2 separate regions of the Capra hircus genome follow, and region 2 is linked to region 1. Evidence: chromatin contacts called from public Hi-C data. All regions are on one chromosome and are shown on one strand. Each heading gives the region's core, a stretch centred on a gene start, on an enhancer-like site or on the middle of the called end of the contact. The rest is flanking DNA. Distances are from core to core; before and after follow the strand shown.

Region 1 (6,346 bases), core at 224-2,723:
TGGACTGTATAGTCCATGGGGTCGCAGAGTCGGACATGACTGAGTGACTTGAAATAATAAATAAATACATCTTTATAATTCTGTAACCGGTAGTCTGTGGCCTAGCAAAGATTTCTGGTAAACTTTATGTTCTTTTCTTAAGCCATGGATAAAAGTTTTTATATTTTGTTTCTCCTGTACTTTTTGTTTGCATTTGATATAGAGTAGGTGAGAAACAATAAAAGTGATTAATAGCATTAAGTGAAAACATTAAGATAGAACGCAATGAAGTGTTAGCTTGAAAGCTGCCACGTACATTGCCTAGTTTTGGTTTATATTTTATCTGTAAGCATGTAAAAAAGAACGATTCTTGGTAATTTACTGGCTCATACTGGATATCATTCTACACAGTTTACAGACTGAACAGGAAAGCTACCTGTTCTATATCATGGAGTAGTAAGAACAGAGGAGCTGGGCCCTCCTTTCCTACCTTCCTCTATTCACCTTCAACCCGCCTTCACTTGAGCGCACAATCTAGTCAAATCCTCTCTGAGCTGAGTATCTTCATAGCTGTTAAAAAGGAAATGGGTACAGACCCATATTCATCGAAGCATTATTCACCATAGTGAAGAGGTGGAAGCCTAAATGTCCACAGAGGATGAATCAATAAAGAAAATGTGGAAAATAGGTAATGGAACCTTCAGCATAAATAAAAATTTAAAAGAAGGAAATCCTGTCATATGCTACAGCACGGAGGAGTCTTGTACATTCTCCTAAGAGAAATAAGCCAGTTGCAAAAAGACAAATACTGCTTGATTCCATCTACATCTAAAAGAGACAGCTAAAGGAGTCAGACTCCTAGAAACACAAAACAGAACATGGTGACCAGCTGCTGGGAGAGAGGGGGAAATACGGAGCTGTCCAGAGGGTTTAGAATTTTAGTTTTGCAAAAAGAAACCGTTCTAAAGATCTACGCAGTACAATATACATGTAGTTAACACTACTTCTTACTCTCAAAAATGGTTCAGATGGTAAATTTTATTATTTTAAAACTACATTAAAAAGAAATGGCCACTTCTACCGCCCCCAACCTTTTCTATATACAGAGCAGGATCACAACTTGAACCCTGTGTCCTTCATCCTTCCAGTCTAGGCTTGGGCAGCTTTGTCCATCATCCCTTTTCCTTCCACTGGCATGTCCGGGTGCATCTTTGCTCTGAGGCTCTTCAGCTGGGCCATGGCCTTGATTATTCGTGAGCTTGAAGTAGCTGCTTCTCTAATATGGGGAAAAAATGGGTGTGAAACCCGATGTGAAAACTTTATTCTGTACATACAAAAAAATTAGATGTCAAGTGAAAGGCGGCTTATCAGATACTAAGTGACTAAGGGATATCTCTCTTCCCTAATTATCAGACCAGGAAGACATCTACACAGAGTCAAGATCATGGACGTTGAGCAGCAATGCAGCAGTACCTTCCGGAGCCACTAGGTGGCGCCCATGGTCCACCCCGACTTCCCTGCCGCGTGGACCTGGCCTCAGCACTTGATGGCTAATCACTAGCAGAAAAACAGCGGCGGACAGTCAGCATTTACTTTTCCAAACGGCTTAGTCTCATTTTCAGCATCATTCCTACTTTGTTCTTATTTTGTTACAGGTCTTCTCCTAACCAAACTTCTTGAAGGCGGAAGCTATCTTGTTTCTACTGTAGGCTTATACAGAGTGGAACAGAGGGACAGACTGAAAGCGCTGAGACAGAGATAGAGGGAGAAAATGGAGCCACAGAAGTGAAAAAGTTTAAGGTCAGGGTTAGGACCCTGTGTCCAGGATTAGGGGAACAAGTAGCAAGGACAAGAAGCTGACTGAGTGGGAATTCAGCTGCAAGAGGAAACCCAGGGGAAGATAAAGCCGTTGGTGGGGAACATTGGCACTCATGAGGCAGCCCTTCTGTGCTCCATCTCAGCACCAGGACTCAGGGCTGGGTCACCCAAGGGCCAACCCACAAAGTTAGGCAATCCACTCATGAAGCTTTGAGGAGGTGTTCTGAGAAGCACAGGCCAGAGTACTATGTCACCAGGGCCACAGAGCAGCCTGAACCCAGCAGATGACCCTTTTCTTGTGAGGATTCCAAGGTCTGTGACTCATGCTAATTAACCCTGACTCACTGTAGCACTGAGCACAACAAAGTTATTGTCCCCGCCCAGTTGAGTGGGGAAACTGAGGAATGGAGTGGGGAAGCAGCTTTGCTCCATGAGTGGCAACAGGCCCTGAAGCTGCAAACACCCGTGAAGCTGCCCTTGAAAATCAGGAGCAAACACTTCCCAAGAGGGCGGTCCAGAGGAAGAGGGGGAGGAGGAGAGGGGGAACGTTTAATTTGTGCTAGTTCCTTGTAGGGTAGAGCCATAAAACTCTACAGTTCAGTTCAATTCAATCGCTCAGTCGTGTCTGACTCTGCGACCCCATGAATCACAGCATGACAGGCCTCCCTGTCCATCACCAATTGCCGGAGTTCACTCAAACTCATGTCCATCAAGTTGGTGATGCCATCCAGCCATCTCATCCTCTGTTGTCCCCTTCTCCTCCTGCCCCCAATCCCTCCCAGCATCAAGGTCTTTTCCAATGAGTCAACTCTTCTGCATGAGGTAGCCAAAGTATTGGAGTTCAGCTTCAGCATCAGTCCTTTAACTCCTAGGACTGATCTCCTTTAGAATGGACTGGTTGGACCTCCTTGCAGTCCAAGGGACCCTCAAAAGTCTTCTCCAACACCACAGTTCAAAAGCATCAATTCTTAGGTGCTCAGCTTTCTACAGAGTCCAACTCTCACATCCATACATGACTACAGAAAAAACCATAGCCTTGACTAGACGGACCTTTTTGGCAAAGTAATATCTCTGCTTTTCAATATGCTATCTAGGTTTGTCATAACTTTCCTTCCAAGGAGTAAGTGTCTTTTAACTTCATGGCTGCAATCACCATCTGCAGTGATTTTGGAGCCCCAAAAAATAAACTCTGACACTGTTTCCACTGTTTCCCCGTCTATTTTCCATGAAGTGATGGGACCAGATGCCATGATCTTCGTTTTCTGAATGTTGAGCTTTAGGCCAACTTTTTCACTCTCCTCTTTCACTTTCATCAAGAGGCTCTTAAGTTCTTCTTCACTTTCTGCCATAAGGATGGTGTCATCTGCATATCTGAGGTTTTTGATATTTCTCCTGGCAACCTTGATTCCAGATTGTGCTTCTTCCAGCCCAGCGTTTCTCATGATGTACTCTGCATATAAGTTAAATAAGCAGGGTGACGATATACAGCCTTGACATACTCCTTTCCCTATTTGGAACCAGTCCGTTGTTCCATGTCCAGTTCTAACTGTTGCTTCCTGACCTGCATATAGGTTTCTCAAGAGGCAGGTCAGGTGGTCTGGTATTCCCATCTCTTTCAGAATTTTCCACAGTTTATTGTGATCCACTCAGTCAAAGCCCTGGCATAGTCAATAAAGCAGAAGTAAATGTTTTTCTGGAACTCTCTTGCTTTTTCAATGATCCAGCGGATGTTGGCAATTTGATCTCTGGTTCCTCTGCCTTTTCTAAAACCAGCTTGAACATCTAGAATTTCACGGTTCACATACTGCTGAAGCCTGGCTTGGAGAATTTTGAGCATTACTTTACTAGCGTGTGAGATGAGTACAATTGTGCAGTAGTTTGAGCATTCTTTGGCATTGCCTTTCTTTGGGATTGGAATGAAAACTGACCTTTTCCAGTCCTGTGGCCACTGCTGAGTTTTCCAAATTTGCTGGCATATTGAGTGAGCACTTTCACAGTATCATCTTTCAGGATTTGAAATAGCTCAACTGGAATTCCATCACCTCCACTAGCTTTGTTCGTAGTGATGCTTTCTAAGGCCCATTTGACTTCACATTCCAGGATGTCTGGCTCTAGGTGAGTGATCACACCATCGTGATTGTCTGGGTCGTGAAGATCTTTTTTGTACAGTTCTTCTGAGTATTCTTGCCACCTCTTCTTAATATCATCTGCTTCTGTTAGGTCTATACCATTTCTGTCCTTTATCGAGCCCATTTTTGCATGAAATGTTCCCTTGATATCTCTAATTTTTTGATGAGATCTCTACTTCTTTCCCATTCTGTTCTTTTCCTCTATTTCTTTGCATTGATCGCTGAGGAAGGCTTTCTTACCTCTCCTTGCTATTCTTTGGAACTCTGCATTCAGATGGGACTATCTTTCCTTTTCTCTTTTCTTCTTTTCACAGCTATTTGTAAGGCCTCCCCAGACAGCCATTTTGCTTTTTTGCATTTCTTTTCCATGGGGATGGTCTTGATCCCTGTCTCCTGTACAATGTCACAAACCTCCGTCTCTGTTAAAACTCTACAGTGCCATGTAAAACAACAGCAAGTTGCTATTTGCCCTCACCGGCTGCTTCTACAGTGAGGAATCTGAAGGCCAGAGTTGGGGGAGAGAGGGCCAAGGTTGCATGTAGGGTATTGTGGCTGCACCAGAAATCTTGAGGCTCCATTATCAGTCCTCTCCCGCTACAGCCCCTCTGTCGGGGGAAGAGGCAGTAAGTAGAAGAGGGGGTAAGAGCACGGCCTGCAGATCCCGTAGCCTGGGTTCAAACCCTAGATCCCCTGGTTACCTATGTGCTTCTGAGCCAAGGACCCCTTACAGTTTCTTCATCTGTAAAAAGGTGATAATGCTAGTAGCTATGTCACAGGGATGTCTGAGAATTAAGAGATATGTGAAGTCCTTAGAATAGTGTCTGGCATGTAGTAAGTGCTAGGTATACTAGGTTTTTTTTTTTTCAGTATTATTTAAATAAGGCAGGTATGATAACGCATGTGTGTGTGCTAAGTTGCTTCAGTTGTGTCTGACTCTTTGTGACCCCATGTACCGTAGCCCACCAGGTTCCTCTGTCCATGGGATTTTCCAGTCGAGAGTACTGGAGTGGGTTGCTGTGCTCTCCTCCAGGGGGATTGTCTCAACCCAGGGATCGAACCTGCATCTCTTACATCTCCTACACTGGAAGCTGGGTTCTTTACCAGTAGCACCACCTGGGAAGCCAGTTATGACAGCACTTAGCTGCATATCCAGCCACTCAGCCATCCCATTGGCTTCAGCTCAACACCTGGCCAAGTTCCTCCAGTTCACCTGGGGTCTTGTCAGGGAAGAGAGCACTGAAACAGCAGGTGTTGGGTCAGGAGGAAGAGACTGACCGGAGTCTCTGCAGCACACTGTCCGTGCTCTGAGTAGGGCTCTTAGCCTAACAGCCTCTGTGATGTCATCAGACAGTGCAGGTGCTGGTGACTCAGCTCCAAGCCCAGCTCTAGAAGCATCAGGGATCTTCTTGGGCAAGAAGACACAGAGCCAGAAAGCCACATTCCTGCCAGCCTCCTCGGGTCCTGGCTCCAGGCCTGGCAAGCCCACTCTCAGAAGGCGGTGGTGCAATGATGACAGGAGAGCTCATTACAGCCGTCATCCTGCCAGGATAAGAACACGGGCTTGTCTGTCCAGCACAGCTCACCTGAGTCATCCAGCCTGTAACCTGTAGCCACCTGGGCTTGGAGCTGGACCAGCAGGCTGCCAGGAGTCTGGAACACCTCCTGCGTGCTGCCCTGGTGAGTGCCAGCACTTTCTGCTTGTTCTCTCCTCAGAAAGCAAGTTGAGACACAGCTCCAAACTGACTGAAGAGCCTAGATGGGGGCTTGACAACAGGCCAAAGCTCCAGGGCCCGTCCTGGGGTGAGCAGAACCAGAGCTGAGGCTCCAGAATCTGCAGAAAAACGCTTCCAGGGATCTGAGATGAAACCGAGATGGGGTGGCAGCTTCCTCCTTGCCTCTGCATCACTCCCAACACCACTGAGCCACTTCTTGGCGCCCCTGGCCCTGAGATGGGTGGCAGGCACGTTTGCCAAACCCCAACACTGCCCAGGCCACCCCCACAGATTGTGCAGTGATCTGAGTCACCTCCCATGAGTTCGGTCTGGGTTTTCTCCAAAGTAAGACGAGAAAGAAAATAGGGACTGTATTTCACACACACACACATACACACACATTTTTAAAATTACAATAGAATTAGAAAATATTTTTCAAAAGATTTAATAAATGAGGATGAAACTCCCCTGTTCTCTCTCTGATTCAATGGGTGAGGGAAACAAGGGCTGACAGAAGAGGAAAGGTGTGCGGGAGGCCCCAGGAGGAAGAAGTTTACTGCCTTGAGGTGATTTCCATAGCCTGGGAGGAGGGGACCCTCTGTGGCACAGCCAGGGAAGAGTAGCTTGAAAAGGCCCTCAGACAGTAAATCTCATCGGCCCAGGAAAGCAGCTCTCCTCCGGGAAAGAGCTAAAAAGCCCCATGAACCG
Region 2 (6,282 bases), core at 2,900-5,399, 160 kb after region 1:
TTCTTGCTACCAGGCCCTGCAGCCACAAGTGTTTTGTTTTGTTTTGTTTTGTTTTTTTTGCTTTGGAGAACCTTTTGGAAATGGTTTTGCTGAATCTGATTCTTTTTTCTTGGGGTTAGAACTTATATTCCAGACCATTTTTTGAGAGGACAGGACAGGAGGAGAAAAGTGACTGGGAAGAAGTTTGCTCTCACGTGGCAGAGTCCGCCCTCATCGTGCTGTTGGCCACTGTGAGACCGCTGCCCTGGACTGAGAGCTTTAACTTTGAGGGTGCTCGTGGGGGTTTTTGTTTCAAGGTTTCGGGGTGGTGGTGGTGGTTTTTTTTTTTTAATTTTGGTGTGTGTGCGTGTGTGTGTATCGTGCTTAGGTTGCACATTTAATCTTCACCTTCCAAGAGATGGCCTCCCCCTTGGACAGCCGCTCAGCGGACCGTTAGACTCGGGAAGAAGACCCAGCTGGCGGCTGTGCCTCCTGGGTCCTCTCACTCACGTTGTGATTGTGTGTTCCCTTCTGCTGGCACTCTTGACAGCAGCCCGGTCATCATCTGCCTGTGGAAAGGGGAAACGGGTATTGCAGACCCAACACACATTCTAAATTTATAATGAGTAATAATTGGAACAAATAAAGGTTCTTGTACCCAAAGTGACTCTCCATGGGAAAAACAGCTTTTTTTTTTTCCTGAGACTGAATAGGAGGAAAGGATTCAGAAATACGATGTAGAACAGGTTTTGAAGGAAGAGAATTTTCTCTCCTGTATATGTTAAAAGGAAATCAGACAGTTTCAATGCCTGCTAATCAAATGTTTACTCAGCTAACCATGTGTCCAGGTTGCTGGCAGAGTTTCTTTCAGATCTGAGTGTTGCCTGCTGAATTTGGAGAACTTCAGACAGTAGCTCTGTGGAGTTTTGTTTTTGTTTTTTTGCCACAACCAATAGGACAATAGCAGAATTAGCCAATCCTAAAATCTTCTAAAGATGACTTTTGAATGTCCTACTGGGAGAATTTAATCTTTCTTTTTGATGTGTGTTTTTAGTTTAGAAGTGCTATATTCCACAAGATATGAGTCATTGAGGTTGGAAGATACCCTATCTTTTTTATTCAGAAAGCACAATCAATCTTTTCTTTGAAAATCTATATAAAGTACAACCTGCTTTTAGCATGATTATTTTCCTAAATAAAAAGCAAATAATTTACTTATGTTAATTACGGGCATGAAGCAAAAGGTTTTCTTTAAAAAAAAAAATTAAAAGTGCAGTTAAGTAGGGCTGTGGTTAGTTCATGTACTGAGTTCTCTCTCTAGCATTTGTGGCTTGTTGGAAGGGTAGTATGAACTATTTAACATGTAATGGTGTACTTTAACTCTTATCTAGCACGTTGTCTTCTCATTACTTGGGGGAGGGAGGGTCTCTGCTGGCACTGTCTAACTTGCTTACCTGCTGAATTAGCAGTTTGCTTGTGCTAAAACCGTAATCTGTAGGTGCGACTTAGGGTAGGCTTAAAGTGCTGGGTGGTGATTTGAGTTCAAACAATAAAAAATTGTATTTTTTCAATATTGTATAAATAATAGTGTTCTAATTACCTTTCAAAAAAAAATAATGTCCGGATAAAAATTGCTTTTAATCTTGTCAGAGAACAAACAAACAAAACTAGTAGAAGCAAGTTTAGGGAAGGTTCGTGAGCAGTGCCGCAGCTCTACTCCCCAGCTTAAATGCATGTTGATCTAACAAAAAGACACCCGCTCACCTGCACTCGTGAGCACCAGCGCTAGGAGTCTCTGGTGGTGCAGAATTTCCCAGTTGGAGATTCGTTGGGGGCAGTTGCAGGGGTTCAGAAGCTGATATGAGTGTGGCTGCAGTGTGTGTGTGCACGTGTGTGTGCGCGCCCACCCAAGTCTGTGTGGTGACGGTGCCTTTAGGCTTCTCTGTGAGCACTAGAAGCTCCTGGAATAGCTGCCCGCATCACGTGGAACACCCCCACACACACACGTTCTGTTCAAGCCTGTGCTTTCTGGGCACTAACCTTGGTCCCATGCATGTGCTAGGCTCTGTGTGGAGCTTTGCCTTTCCACGGGGAAACTGCCTTTTAGTAAGCTGAACAGACTCCCTTTTTACACTAACTTTTGTCCCTTCTCTGTGCCTGAGAGAGGTAGGAGAGGAAGCTGGAAGAGGGCCACGCTGTGATTCTGAGGACTCTAGGCCCCCGATAACAGATGGTTGAGTGAGTCTGGAGCAAAGGGTGGTATGACACCAAAAAATACTTTCCACGTTGTCCCATCGCAACACTCTTGAGAAGCGTCCAGAGCCCCTCAGAAAGGCTGCGTATTTTTAAAGGTGGTAGTGGTAGACCAGAGCTGCTTCCGGCAGTCTCCCTTCCCTTCTTTAGTACCCCTCACTTTTGAAATCCTACCTTGTGGTTTATCAGCACAAAGCATTCTTTGCCCCTGTTCAAATGACTGAGCTCCATCTCTTACCAAACACAACAAACGAGATGGCTGCACCACGGCCCACTGGCCTCCAACCTCCCCAGCACTGGGGCCTCACGGGTTGCTTTTTATGGTAGCCAACCTAGACACTGGCATTTATGCGTTTTTGTCTTCAATTGTATCGTCCTCCTTGAGGTTACTGTGCAGGTTACCAGCATTTCATATTAGTGAGATAATTATCAGAAGTTGCCATATATCTCTCCAGTACCTAACATTTTTCTTCCACTCCAAAAGCGGTTCTAATTGCCAACAGGCTGATCTAAGCTCCAGAAGAGTGTCTCCCTCTGAAGGAATCTTTCTTTCCCCCTCACAAGGCTCCCAGAAGCCCTAGTTGGCCTTGACCTGACACTTGCTTTTTATTAGGCATCCTGTTGGAATGGCTGAGAATCATGAGAGACAGATCCTCTGCTAGCCTCCATGGGGAAGGTGTTAGACACCAACTTTCTGGGAACTAGTGTTTGATTTTTAAGTGGCATGTGACCCTTCTGTGTTCTAGGGACTCAATCAGAAAAGTGAAAGCCATTAACAAAAGTTAGGAGTTTCATTCATCTCATAACTTCCTGCCTGGGTTCACGGCCTTACTGACTGAAATCAAATTATTTCTGATTGGACGCAGACCTGCGTTTCTTTGGACTTCTGAATCCATGCTCATATTTTCTCTGGCCACTGAACACGTTGGAGATTCCATTAGGGACTGGATGGAGTGGAGGCCCATTGGGGAAGGGGTGCAGGTTCTCCACTCACCTGAGGAAGGGCCAGGACTCTCTTAAGTCAGCAAATAATCGTCTTGGCTGTGGGCTTGGGAAGAAATGGCCGTTATTTACTGATTGTATTTGGTACATATTGTGTGATACTTGAAGAGATAAAAGGGATTTACCAGCCCTTAATTGAAATCTAAGCTTTTTATCACTTATTTTTTCCTTGCCCCCTGTCCTCCCTTCCACCTTTCTCCTTGCATTGTGATGATCTAGTGGGCACTTCTGTCAACAGGACAAATGCCTCTTCTGACTATAACCTCTTAATAGTTGTGTATAATGAAAACTGTAAACTTTTTTTAAATAAAATGTGTATATACCTTGGCAAATGGCTGGAGCTTCATCAATAAGATAATAGCCCCTGTGATTGCTGATCCCAATTTTTTAAAAAACACCTGCCCTGTTCATCTGGCTCCTTTGAGCAGCAGACATTGACTTTTTTTTTTTTTAACTGAGAATTTCTTACAAGGCAGATGACTGGGTTAGTTTGGGAAGGGAGGGTCATGTGTAGGCAGTAGAGAATGCCTACAGAGCCCTGTCCCTAAGCCTGGACTGGCAGGTGACTGCTGGCTATAAACAGGGCTGTCTTTGCGGTTTCTCTACTAACGACTTGAAAAACCCATCTGTCCTGTAGGCTGGAGGACCCGGCCTAACCCCATGTGATTCAGCAGGCGTGGCTCCTGTGTTGATCTTCAACCCAAACCTCTAGACCCTGTTAGCTAATCCTGAGCAAAAGGCACCCCCTTGGCCTGGGGTTCACAGGCAGTACAGCTTCCTGCCAGGGCTCATCTGCCTCAACAAGGAAGGGAGGAAGCAGTGGGTGTTGGGTCGGAAGCTGGTCACTGGGTTAGCCCATTTCAACTCTTTTTCTAAAGCACTTGTCCACATCGGCCAGCAGGTGGCGATGTTTCCTCATTAGTTCGAAGACCCTTCAGACAAAGGGAAGAGCTTTCCTTTGGTGACATGCCCCCATCCCCCCAACTCTCTCGCACTGTTTTCTCCTTACTCATCTCCCCCACACTCCTTTTTTTCCTCACTGCATCCCAGTGCATTCGACTGTAGGCACAGCTTTTTATCTACCCGAGAGGAGGGCAGGACCACCTAGGAACCCTGCTCTGGTGCCAGCAAGCATCTCCAGCTCCCCTGGCTGCCCACAGTGCTCAGAGACAAAACAGTCGACAGCAGGCTCTGACAGCTCGCTAACTTCTCAAGCAGGGTAGTAGGGGACCAAAGAACTGGACCAGCACTGTGAGTCCTGGTCCCATCTCGTCTGTTGAAACCAGCTGTGTGGCCTTGAGCTCCGTGGACCTCAGGTTCATCTGTAACATCAAGTCCCTAAACTAATAGGCTTTGACTGACACTTTATGACTCAGTACTCCATCTGGGCTCTGAAATGATATCCTATCTTAGTATCCTGAGAGAAGATGTATCAACCTGAGAAAACACCAAGGTTTCAAGCCAGAGGTTAGAGGTTTGGGACCTAAAGACCTTCAGGAGTTTAGAGCACCCATTTTCGAGCTGAAAGAATTAAGGGTCGTGAACCAGGGTGATAACCACACAGGCAGCTGCTGTAAAAAACCCCACAAGGAGTCTCAGTGCGTCCAGTGCTCAGGTCCCCGCCCACCATAATCTCACCCAGCATCACTTACCTCTCAGCCTCCGTCCAGATGCTTCCTGAGTGGCAGGGGGCTCTTGCTGCCTGCCTGAGGCACTGCCCCTTTCCTGAGAAGGGAATGCAGGGTTTCTGCAGTATATTGTCCTGGAACAGAAAGTTACGGGCTCAGAGCCCCTTATGCTCACTTTAAACTCTTATTTCCAAAGGCTGTTCTGCCTCATGGAATAGATTTCTGAGACACGGGACCCTGGTGTTTTCTGCTCCCACCTTGTGCCAAGGCAAAGGGCATTTATCTGTCTCCCACAGTCCTTGGATCTGCAAGGTCCTGCTGTTCCAGGAGCCACTTGACAGACCAAGCAGCCTTGTTTAGGGGGAGCTCACAGGCTTCTCAGGGATTCAGACACCCCAGTGAGCCTGGGACAATCTACCCGGGGCCCAGCCTGCCCCCCAGTGCCTCATGTTACAGGGTTTGTGCGCTCAGAACTGCATGGAACTACAGTCACACATGCTAGGGATTTGTTAGATGGTAAAAGGAGCCAGAGCCTGTCGCCTCTCACTCTGTGTATGGGGTGTGTATGTAGACCCATATAATGAAGGATGTATATTTTTCAAAAGGGTCGGGGCACTTCTGTGAACCTGGGCTCCTCAGAGCACTTTGGGGCTCAAACTTGGCTTCTAGTGTCAAATGACTAGGGAGGCAGGAACAGACTTGACCTCCCTAAAAGAAAAAATTAGCCCTTCTGGCCACCCCATCATTGATGATTAACCTGGGAAGGAGTGGCTGGACTGCTGGTGGCTTCTGGCCTTCCAATCTCACTCAGCTCCCCTTCCCGCGGTTCCTATCACCCAGGTCAGCCAGCGCTGAGCAAGCAGCTCACTTTGAGAAGCTTCAGGCCAAGTTCAGTTCTTTCCAGCTCTGTAAACAGTGGGTCAGGTGCCTGCAAACGCACATGTAAAAGTGTACATTAAAGTAAAGCTAAGCCTTTAAAAGATATACTTCTGCAGATTTCCTCCAAAGAATTCTGTGCTGCTAACAAAAGGACATTCCAGAGACCCATGAAGGTCTTCCACAGCGCTCTCTTGCAGAGAGAACCACCATGAGCCGTGACCCCTTGGGCTTTCCGCATGCCATCCTCACTCACACTGGCCTTAGAAGCTCCTCAGAAAGCAACCCAGGCCTTGGCCCAACTTTGCACTAACTCCTTGTGAGGTGCCAAGAGACCTGGGCACACAGTGTGTGGCATGACCCATGCTGGACCTACATCTTCAGGTCATAGACAAGTAAGTGTTCTTTCTGTGCTTGACTGGGTCTCTGCCAGCCTCATCCTGCCATCTGGGGGCTCCTTTAGGATGCCTCCTGGTTGACCCAGTGAGGCTAGCTGACCTGTCCAGAGACCCTGTGGGTTTGATCCGTAAGGATCAGGGCCTTT

What was found. A called contact is a pair of places that touch in the nucleus more often than the background predicts.
Region 2: a contact with region 1 is called in a Hi-C map of blood, with 5 times the contacts expected there. The contact joins two enhancer-like sites. A contact is called at or near these places in 2 of 5 Hi-C or Micro-C datasets (both in blood).

Annotation. Positions count from the first base shown.
Region 1 is chr4:26,333,103-26,339,448 of ARS1.2, forward strand. No RefSeq gene overlaps it. Among named protein-coding and RNA genes, the nearest start is that of ZC3HC1, 25 kb to the left of the region's middle. Within about 2 kb of position 1,474, at least 4 of the 5 cell types and tissues checked have an H3K27ac peak or open chromatin away from gene starts, as enhancers often do.
Region 2 is chr4:26,492,117-26,498,398 of ARS1.2, forward strand. UBE2H (ubiquitin-conjugating enzyme E2 H) reads left to right here. Exons shown (of 7, transcript XM_018046929.1): 7 at 1-3,566. Among named protein-coding and RNA genes, the nearest start is that of MIR183, 49 kb to the right of the region's middle. Within about 2 kb of position 4,150, at least 3 of the 5 cell types and tissues checked have an H3K27ac peak or open chromatin away from gene starts, as enhancers often do.